2 separate regions of the Mus musculus genome follow, and region 1 is linked to region 2. A link is a contact called in public capture Hi-C data. All regions are on one chromosome and are shown on one strand. The core of a region is the stretch at or near the end of the contact, and the rest is flanking DNA. Distances in the headings are between cores, read along the strand shown.

What was found. Capture Hi-C pulls out chosen DNA fragments and counts their contacts.
Region 1: a capture Hi-C map of embryonic stem cells shows a contact between it and region 2, with 4 times the contacts expected there. The contact joins two enhancer-like sites. A contact is called at or near these places in 3 of 115 datasets of contacts at active chromatin or transcription factors (embryonic basal ganglia and embryonic stem cells) and 1 of 9 other capture datasets (embryonic stem cells).

What each region holds. Positions count from the first base shown.
Region 1 is chr5:116,796,033-116,801,533 of GRCm38.p6, reverse strand. No RefSeq gene overlaps it. Among named protein-coding and RNA genes, the nearest start is that of Gm29843, 3.9 kb to the left of the region's middle. Within about 2 kb of position 3,898, at least 6 of the 459 cell types and tissues checked have an H3K27ac peak or open chromatin away from gene starts, as enhancers often do. A contact at or near this core is called in embryonic stem cells, where this site is marked.
Region 2 is chr5:116,222,104-116,227,073 of GRCm38.p6, reverse strand. Ccdc60 (coiled-coil domain containing 60) reads left to right here. Exons shown (of 14, transcript NM_177759.3): 2 at 1,723-1,805. Among named protein-coding and RNA genes, the nearest start is that of Gm36502, 7.5 kb to the left of the region's middle. Within about 2 kb of position 2,358, at least 3 of the 459 cell types and tissues checked have an H3K27ac peak or open chromatin away from gene starts, as enhancers often do. A contact at or near this core is called in embryonic stem cells, where this site is marked.

The sequences.
Region 1 (5,501 bases), core at 2,649-5,148, 570 kb before region 2:
TATTGATTATTGGGATAAGAGGGCCTGAGGCTTTCATAGCAAGTCAAAGGTACTTGTCGAGCAAACCCCATGGTGCATCCTAGAGCTGATCTGAGCTTATCCGAGCTTATGGGAGCTGACCGAGTCTGCTCCCCAGCTATGCCAGTTTCTGCTTGTGACGTTGGTCATCTGTGATCTTTTCTGTGCCTCAGTTTCCTGGTATGTCAAGTGGGGACAAGCATTCGCCACGACAGTTACATAAGAGGATGCCTGCTGAGCTCTTAGTCTAGTGCCTCGCATACTCTAATAAACAAATCAGTGTTGATTAGCTTTCCTAAGGGTGGCTGCTTTTATTTATAGGCAGGAAGGCTGGAGGGATGCACAGGCCTAGCTAAGACTGAATTTCTGCTTTGATGCTTACTTTCTTGGTGTCTTTGGCTGCCTCAGTGAACTGCTGGGACCTCAGATACTTTATCTTTGCAATGGGACTGGTAACTATTTTCTCTCCAAGTGTATAGAATGGGCTCAGGCAATGTTTGTAAATGGCTTGTTGCTGAGCTAATGACTTTGGGCAAAGAACTCTCCTCTTGTCCTGTCCTCATCTTGAAAAGGAAAACAATAGTACCCACCAGCTTGCTGTAAAGATTAAAGGTGCCATTTTGTTGGTTGATTGAGTTTTGTGTGTGCGCGTATAAGCATGGGCATATGCCTTTGTTCATAAATGAAAGTGCATGCATATATGTGTGCACATGCATGCAGAGGTCAGAGGGCAATCCCCGGTATTCTTTTAGGCACACTTCGCCACAGTTGTTCCTGTTTTTAGGCAACGCCTCTCTCTGACCTGAAACATGGCAGGTAGGCTAAGGTGGCTGACCTCAGAGACTATGGTTTAAACAAAGCTCTTAGAATGTTCTGGGCCCTGTTTGAATCCATAATTCTCATTCCTTCTGGTAACAAATGGTTGAATTACCACACAGGGGGCTTTTAGTGTGTTCCTGGATCTACAACCCATGAGTTAGATACTATGTATACTCCACTTGACAGAAGACCAAACTAGGTTTAGAAAGCCAAAGTCACCTGCCCAAGGTGACTGCCTGTGCATCTAAGTTAGGGTTTCCATTGCTGTGAACAGACACCATGACCAAGGCAGCTCTTATAAAGGACAACATTTAATTGGTGCTGGCTTACAGGTTCAGAGGTTCAGTCCATTATCATCACGACAGGAACCACAGCAGCATCCAGGCAGGCATGGCACTGGAGGAGCTGAGAGTTCTACATCTTCATCCAAAGGAAGCCAGGAGTAGACTGTCCTCAGGCAGCTAGGAGGAGGGTCTCAAAGCCCACCCCCACAGTGACACCACCACCTAATAGTGCCACTACCTGAGCAAAGTATATCCAAACCACCACATTCTAATCCCTGGCTCCATAGGCTTGTTGAAACACCTGAGTCTTTGGGGGCCATACCTAGGCATAGCATAATGCAAAATATATTAGTCCAACTTCAAAAGTCCCATAGTCTAAGTCTCAACAATGTTAAAAGTCCAAAGTTCCAAAGTCTCTTCTGAGATTCATGCAATCTCTAGACTGTAATCCCCTATAAAATCAAAATCAAAAAGCACATCACATACCTCCAACATCATGCAGGATATGCATTACCATTCCAAAGCGTCATGGTGAGGAAATATTAGACCAAAGCAAGACCAAAAGCCAGCTGGGCAAACTCCAACCTCAGCATCTCCATATCTGATGTCAAAGCAGTCTTCAGATCTCCAACTCCTTCATCTTTGTTGACAGCAACAAACGTCTTACTCTTTCTCCCTGTTAACAGCTTTTCTCAGCAGGTGTCCCAAGGCTCTGGCATCTCTAACACTTTGGGGTATCCAAGGTAACTTCGACTCTACAACTTCTAGTTTCACACCCAATCTTCTGGGCTTCTCAAAAGGGCTTAGGTCACTTCTCTAGATCTGCCCTCTGTAGCACTCTGGTTGACTCCATTCCACTGCTGTTGCTGTGCTTGGAGATCATTCCATGGTACTGATATCTCCAATACACTGGGGTCTTCTGCTGCAACTAGGCTTCGCCAAGAGCCTCTCATAGCTCCCTCTATGGTGCCAAGCCTCAACTTCTTCATGACTCCTTCAGCCCTGGGCCATCAACTACAACTAATGCTGTACTTTGACTAATGGCCTTCCCTGGCCTCTCACAGTACCAGGTCTCAGTTGTTCTTCATGACCTCATATTTTCAAACCAGTACCACCTGGGTGACTCTTACACACTACTGAGTCCAGCTACTAGCATGAAGTACAACTTTGGTTGACTCTGGAACACAGCTTCTTTATGGCTTCAGAACTCACTTCCCAGGAGGTTTCACCTCAGTGATGCTTGGTCTCTTCTTAATCACTGCTAATTTCTTAGCTCCAGCTAACCAGCATCAATTGTAATCGCTTCTATTCTAAAGGTAGAGCCACATGGCCAAGGCTGGCAAGTGTTGCTGTTTGCTGGGGCTGGAACATGGCCCCCTTGTTTTACTATATTATCACCAGCTTTCTGTTTTCCAACTCCTTCACTATCTAAGATTGGCTGTCCTGATACTTGCTCTGTAGACTTACCTTGAACGTGAGAGATCACATTGCCTGTCTCCTGAGTTCTGCGATTAAAAGAGTTAAATCACCATGCCTGGACCTAAGTTTTTCTCTACTTGGAACTTGCCCCATCCCAGGCTGGTCTTGGACTCAGAGCTCTGCTTGCCTCTGTCTCTGGGGATTAAAGGTGTGCACCTCCCAGCCAGGGCTTAAGCTTCTCGTGGCCATGATTCCTTGAGATCTGGATCAAAAGACTGTGCCTTCCAGGCTCAAGATCTGGATCACAGGTGTGTCCTCCGTTTTTGGATTGTACTTTATTCCAGATTAAAAATCCAAATGAGAACAATAACCTGTCATAAAAATGGTTAGATAGAACTACTCCTTCTTCAACTACAGAAGCATACATTTAGCTAGGTGGGATCTTGTCCCAAGGTCACCAGTCCCTTAGTTCCATTTAATACCCTTGAGCACAGATTTAGCTTCATTCTACTTCCTGGTGCCCTTTATTCTTTGAACCATACATTCTGTATTTTTCCTTTCTATGCTTGCTGCTTCATTAAAATGTTCTTCAGAAGAGTGTACTTTAGTAACCACACGCAAGAAATTATACCAGGCTGTTTTGAGACTTCCTTTGTCAAAGCAATTAATCTAAAACTCTTTACCTTAGTCTCGGGCGGACTCGTCGGGACGATGGCAAAAGGCAGCCACATTCTTCACCAAAGTTTCATTAAAAAACTCTCTAGGCCACATACTAAAAGTCATCTTCTCTGAAACCTCTTGAACTAGGTCCCTACAGCTCGAAACACACTCAGGAACACTGTCTTCTGTGCTTCTAATAGTATGGCCCATTAAGGCCCACTTAAAGCAGTCTTCTGCTTTCCAAAGTCCCCAAATCCACATTCCTTCAAAGAAAAGCATGGTCAGGCCTTTCACAGTAACACCCCAGTCCCCGGTACCAAATTCTGTGCTAGCTAAGGTTTCCATTGTTGTGAAGAGACACCATCACCATGGTAACTCTTACAAAGAACATTTAATTGGGGCTGGCGTACAGTTTCAGAGGTTCAGTCCATTATCATCACGACAGGAACCACAGCAGCATCCAGGCAGGCATGGCACTGGAGGAGCTGAGAGTTTTACGTCTTCATCCAAAGGAAACCAGGAGCAGACTGTCCTCAGGCAGCTAGGAGGAGGATCTCAAAGCCCACCCCCATAGTGACACCACCACCTAATAGTGCCACCCCCTGAGCCAAGAATATTCAAAACACCACAGTGGGTGTGGTGTATTATTTACAAATTCGCCCCTCATGAGTCCAGTGGTCTGGATAGGTGACACAGCAAATCTTCCCTGTGGTTTAAGGTTTCAAAGGCACCAGGGGAAACTGAACCATGGGAGCCTAAGTCAGGGTGATGGATGGGGCTGGACATCATCTGCTGCAGGGGAATCACAGGGATATGTGGGCCAGGTTTGGTAGGCAATCCTCCCCCATCCCTTGCTTGTTTTATCTTCAGAGCCAATCTTGTCAACTTAATATTCTGCCCTGAATTCAGCTGTCTTGGGGATGTTCTTGTGGCCCCTGTATTATGCAGATGTAGCAAAATGTTTGCTGCAGAGATTAAAGACTTCTTACTGGAAATCCCCTTGCTGCAGCACCCATTGTGTTTTTCTTCCTCTTACTTTGCAATGTTTTCTTTTAGACAGTCATGTACAGCGTTCTCTCAAAAAACCAACAGGGACCCAGTATCTCTGTTATGATTCCATCAACAACCCTGCTATTTCTTTGTTAGTGCTGGTCTCTTGGCAGAGTGGCTTAGTTATCCAGCCACAGCTGCTGAGACTTCATGTGTGCAACAGCTCTGTCTTGTCACAAAAATGCCATTTTCCAGCAGTTCCTTGCAACCTCTAACTCTTATGATCTCCGTTCCCCCACTCCTGTGACTCCGAGTCCTATGGGGGAAGGTGTATGATAGAAATGTCCTGAGTGTGGTAGAGCTGGCTACCCTGGCTTGTTCTCTCCTCTCTGAACAGCTGGGAGTGTCTGTTATTAACCCCATCTGTTTGCTCTAGTTGGCAGCAGGAACCTGGGAGAACGGGGCCTCAAAATGAGGTAGATCTATAAAGTCTCATACAATAACTAACTTTGTTCAGAGCATCAGACAATGTATACTCTGAGGGTTAAAAAAGAGTCATCCAAGAAAATGTCCAATCACAAGGGCAAACTGCACATAGGAAAAACATGTTTGTCTCACAGACTCTGGTAAACAGATAACAATAGCCAGCTGTAATGAATAATCTAAAGTGAAGTCACTCCTGTCTGCTACCCCTGGTAGGGGCAGGGAGGCACATTCCAAGAACAGCCATGTTATGGAGGGACAAAGGTTACAAGACTCTTGTCTTGTTTACGTGGAGTTTCCTCAAGAGGTCTCAGATACCTCTGCAGACAGCTCCATTCTTAGATCATGCTCTGACATGTGTCCATCATAAAAAGACATCTCTCTGATGGGGTTGTGAGCTGCATGAATCTATTGGTATAGAAGTGAATACTTAGAAGCTGGTTTGGGGCTATGTCCATCGACAAAATGAAGAGCAGCTGCATGCTGGGAGCAGGAGAGGTCATCTGGGATGTGGTCCCTGGTAAGCTGTCTGTCTTAGTCAGGGTTTCTATTCCTGCACAAACATCATGACCAAGAAGCAAGTTGGGGAGGAAAGGGTTTATTTGGCTTACACTTTCATACTGCTGTTGATCACCAAAAGATGCAGGACTGGAACTCAAGCAGGTAAGGAAGCAGGAGCTGATGCAGAGGACATGGAGGGATGTTCTTTACTGGCTTGCCTCCCCTGGCTTGCTCAGCCTGCTCTCTTATAGAACCCAAGACTACCAGCCCAGAGATGGTCCCACCCACAAGAGGCCTTTCCCCCTTGATCACTAATTGAGAAAATGC
Region 2 (4,970 bases), core at 1,109-3,608:
ACCTCCAGCCTTCCCCAGGCTGAAATTATAGGCGGCCTGCCATGCCTGTCTGACTAATACGTGGGTTCTGTGGGATCTGAACTCGGGTCCTAAGCTTGCACAGCAAGCCCTTGAGCCACTGAGCCAGCCCCTAGTGCATTCTCATATGAGTGGCTGACTCCAGGTGTGTGGACTCCAGCATTATCGTTCAGGAACACTGCATTGCCCTGTGACATCACCGTGCAGCTCCACTGCGATCTCACACTCAATGTTCTCAATGGCATGGCTGCCGGTTCTGCAGTGTTCCACCTCGGAGCTACTACCCAGCTGCATTGCCATCTCACGCAGTGCCCTGTGGGCCGGGACTGAACTTGTGAGGCTTTTCGCATATTGCTACATGACCTCTGTAATAGTATTAAAAGAAGTGATTTTGGAGCCCAGGGGTGGTGACTGCACCTGGAAGGCAGACACATGAGAGTCAGGAACTTGAGAGATTTCTGGGCCACAAAGCAAGACTCCCTTTAAAAAGAGTAGTTCTGGGATGTTTCCTTAGCTTCTAATTTTGTTCATATCAAATGTCTCGAGAACCAGGACTCTGTCTTCCAGATGTTTATCACTGCTGGCCTGTGAGTGCCATTGGGGGGCGGGGGACAGTGGGAGTGGTTTCCTGAGGTCCTGCTGCAGTGCCAACCAAGTTGCAGAGCTACAGGTTGTGTCTTGTCCCCTAGATGTGTCGGGCAGATGGCGGGGTTGCAAATCCTCTAACACAGCAATGCATTCTCTTCCTAGTGTGATGACCCAGACCCCTGATACACGGCACATTTCCCTCTGTCACCCATGGAAACAGTACATGGAGCTAGTCAGATGAGTGACTGTGAGCCCAGATTCCGTTCCCAGCACCCAAGTGGCTCGGCTCACAATGCCTCCGATAACTGCAGCTCCAGGGGACCCAACATCCACTTCTTTCTGGTCTCCATAGGTACCCGCACTCACCTGCACAGATGGACACATGGACACATAATTTAAGAATAAAGTAAAAATTTTGAAAATATACATGAAAGTTGGACACCATCATGGTTTGGTTGCTGCGTGTCCCCCTCACCCCAAAGGTTTACCCATCAGAGCTGGGGTGATGGCTCACTGAGGAAAACACTTAACTTGCAGGCATGAGGACCCATGTTTGATCCCAGAACACACACACACACACATACATACAAGCACTGTGGCATGTGCCATCCAGCAGTGGTGGGAGTGGCAGGGAAAGACTGTGTTGGAAGCGGGTCACTTTTCATGTTGTATACTATTCTGCAGTCTAGATGCAGCAGGATGGTTCAGTCTGTCTTCCCTTGTGGCATGTGCAGGTATTTGTCTTTACAAGCAACTGAGTGGCCTTGCTATGGTGCCTCCGCATCCCTGTCAGGAATATTCTCTTGCGGGATGCTTAACCACAGATGTTGGATCTAAGGGGCATGCATGGTCCTTCTGAAAGGTTTTCACAGTGTGTTTCCCACAAGCTTTAGAAGTGTGCCATCCTGCTGTCCCACACTCCCGGACCCTGACACAGGTCCAAGGCAAAACAGGGCCAACCAGCGACAGCCCAGAGCCTCCCAAACCATGTGCTGGAGTAGAACTTTGCTCTGCGTAAATTGATTCTCGCTAGACACAGGGCCCTCTGTTAGTCCAGCTTCACCTGGAGCACCTGTGTTAATGTCCCTCTCCCCTCTCCTCTCCTGTCTTCCCCAGCAGGCCTCAGACAAGACAGCGAAGAACTCCAAATATATAGACAAGGAGATAGCAAACCTTAAGAAGGATCTTATGCGAAGCCGGTGAGTGAGCCCTGGGAGGGATGACTTGTGAGCCGCAGGCACTGCGGGCCAGGCTGGGGACAGGGAGCGGGGGGGGGGGGGGGGGGGGGGGGGGCGAGCCTCTCCATAGACATTCATCGGAAGACCTGGTGTGCCAGGGAAAGAACACAGGGGATCAACGCGTCCGAGACGCCTCCCCTCCCGGCATCTGTCCCACGCTGCTGAATGATGGGTGGGCCTACGTGGGGGTGGGGTGGGGGGGACAGGGCTGGAGGATAGGTCACAGGGTTAAACAACCCCGAGAGCTACAGGCCCTTTCCATGTGAGAGGTGGCTCTGTCTACTCTCCTGGGGCCTGGCCATGATGTAATCTCTAAATTGTGCCGGTGCACACTAGAAAGGGAGCAGACAGAAGCGAGTTCAAATGAAGAACTGTCTGGATTGGGTCAGCCTGTGGCCATGACGGTGAAGGGTTTCTTCTTAAGTGAGATGATCAGGAAGGAAAGAACCACCCTGAGCATGTGTGGCTTTACCCCCTGGTCTGGGTCCTGGGCGCTTTCATTTCTCTCTGCCCTGGCTGGGGATGTCATGTGACCAGCTCCTTCCAATCCCTGCCTTGACTTTCCCAGAGGATGCTCTATAGCCTGGATGGAGTTGTAAAGCAAAAACAAAACAAAACAAAACAAAAACAAAAACACCTTTTCTTCCCCTAGAACATTCTCCAAGAGAGAGGGGGAAGAGCAATGAACAGCTTAGAGTCCACTGTTCCCAGCGGAAGCACGCATGCGTCGCGTACTAACATGCACCCCTCCAGGTTCCCAGTGTCTCCTCGCCCTCTCCCGTCCATGACCTGGAGAAAGTTCCAATCCCGAAACCCCCATGTGACTTTGTTTGTAACAAGGGCCACTAGATGGGTAACTGAGGGTCAATGAAGTCAAATGTCCTTATCCAGTCTGTGTCCTTATAAGAAAAGGGAGAGCGGTCAGAAATCCATGCACAGAACAAGAGGTTTCACAAAGAGCCGCAGTTAGCATAGGCAATGTCCAGGAGCCCATACTTTTGAACATGTGGTCCCCAGTGGGTGGCGCTGTTTCAGGAGGCTGTGGGACCTCCCTGGAGAAGGTAGGGCGTTAGGATCCAGCCTTGAGGTTCTATGGTTCAGCCACACTTCCTGGTCTGAGTCCTGATGGCAGCCCAGCCAGACTTGTGGGTCTGCCGCCATGCCTCCCCCACCATGACTGACTGTATTCCTTCTGCAACATCAGCTGCAATAAACTCTTCCTCTCCTAAGCTGGTTTTAGGTGGGGCATTCCATCGCAGCATCAGAGAAATAATGAATACAGAGAGTGTTGAAGCAAACGCCCTCCCAGCTCTGGGTCTGCTGACGCCATTGTATCTGCATGTGTCTGAGAGTATGTATATGTGTGTGAGTGAGTATGTGCATGTGTGTGAGAGGGTATGTGTGTATTTGTATGTGAGTGTGTTTTGTGTGTGATTGCATGTGTGTTGAGTGTGTGTGAGAGTGTGTATCTGTGTGTCTGTGTGTAAAGTTTGTAATAATTTATACAGAGAGATCCTAGGTCTGATGCCTGAAGGAGAGAGAGAGCCATTCACACAAAGGGGGAGCAGCCGTGGTTCTTCAGAGCATGAGTTGAGGGGGTGATGAAGTCAGGACATGCTGGGCATACTGCAGCATCAGAGGGGCCTGTGTAGAGCCTCGGGGTAAGCTAGGTTGAGAGAGGAAAGAGATGGAGCTAAAATGTCAGGAAGGCCATGCAGAAATGTTTGGCGTAGCTGCTGGAGGGTTCTGAGCAAGAGGGGGTAGTCAGATTTTAAAAAAATAACTACACTCACTTCGTAGAGATGGCCTGGAAGGTCGTGGTAAGGGTGATGCTTGTGAGGGTCAGGAAAAGAAACAACAGGAAGAGGACGGACTCAGAGTTGCAGCCATCAGACTGGGTGTTGGTGTGGGCGTGGGAGCTGAAGAGAAAGGCAGCACCCGTGTCTGAAGGCCCATCTGCCTGTTAGGATGTAGAGGCTCAAAGCCCTGTCCTGTTCATGCTATGCTCCCAAATAAGGATTCATAGGATGGATTTTGTTATTCACCTTGATAACTTAGCTAACACTGCAGAAGAAGATTAACATGCCAGTAAAAAATGATACACACACATGCATATAAACCATACACACACACCTCACACACAATGCACACACACCATAAACATGCATATGCATAAACAATATACCACTCACACATACATGTACATATGTGCACACCATACATACACATACATGCACGTGCACATATGTGCACACCATACACATGCATACCATACACATATACACACTCGTGCATGTACATGCACACACAGACTATACATGCCATAGACATATACACATTATACATACATCATATACATATACACATACCATACATACATATACCATACACATATACATATACCAAACACATACACGATAAACAGACATACCATATATACCGTACACACACATACACACACAAAGACACACCAAACAATACAAACACAACATAGACACACACAGGTTCATGCACACACACAGGTTCTTGGATGCCTGCACTGTGGGCTTTCTCCTCTTTCATTACCTGGGTCCTCAGTCTAGAGGAGCTGGCCACATTAAGGGAGTCCTAGTCTTAGCTGATCCTCTATGGTAACGCCATCACAGATAAAGCCAAAGGTGTGGTTTACTCATCTCCTAGGCACTCCTCAGCCCTGTCAGCAACCAAGACTCACCAAAAAAACCTGTTTGATAGAACCATGAGCCCACAGTTAGCCTGGTACCCTAGTTTCTTTCCGTTGCTGTGATGTCATGCTTTGTCCAACAGAGCTTGGGAGGTGTCTTAGTTAGGGTTCCATTGCTGTGAGCAGACACCATGACCAAGGCAACTCTTATAAAGGACAACATTTAATTGGGACTGGCTTACAGGTTCAGAGGTTCAGTCCATTATCATTGTGACAGGAAGCATGGCAGCATCTAGGCAGGCAGACATAGCGCCAGAGGAGCTGAGAGTTCTTTCCATCTCTTGTCCCAAAGGCAGCTAGAAGAAGAATAACTTCCGAGAAGCTAGGAGGCAGGCCTCAAAGCCCACACCCACAGTGACATACTTCCTCCTATAAGGCCAAGCACGGCCACACCCATTCCAACA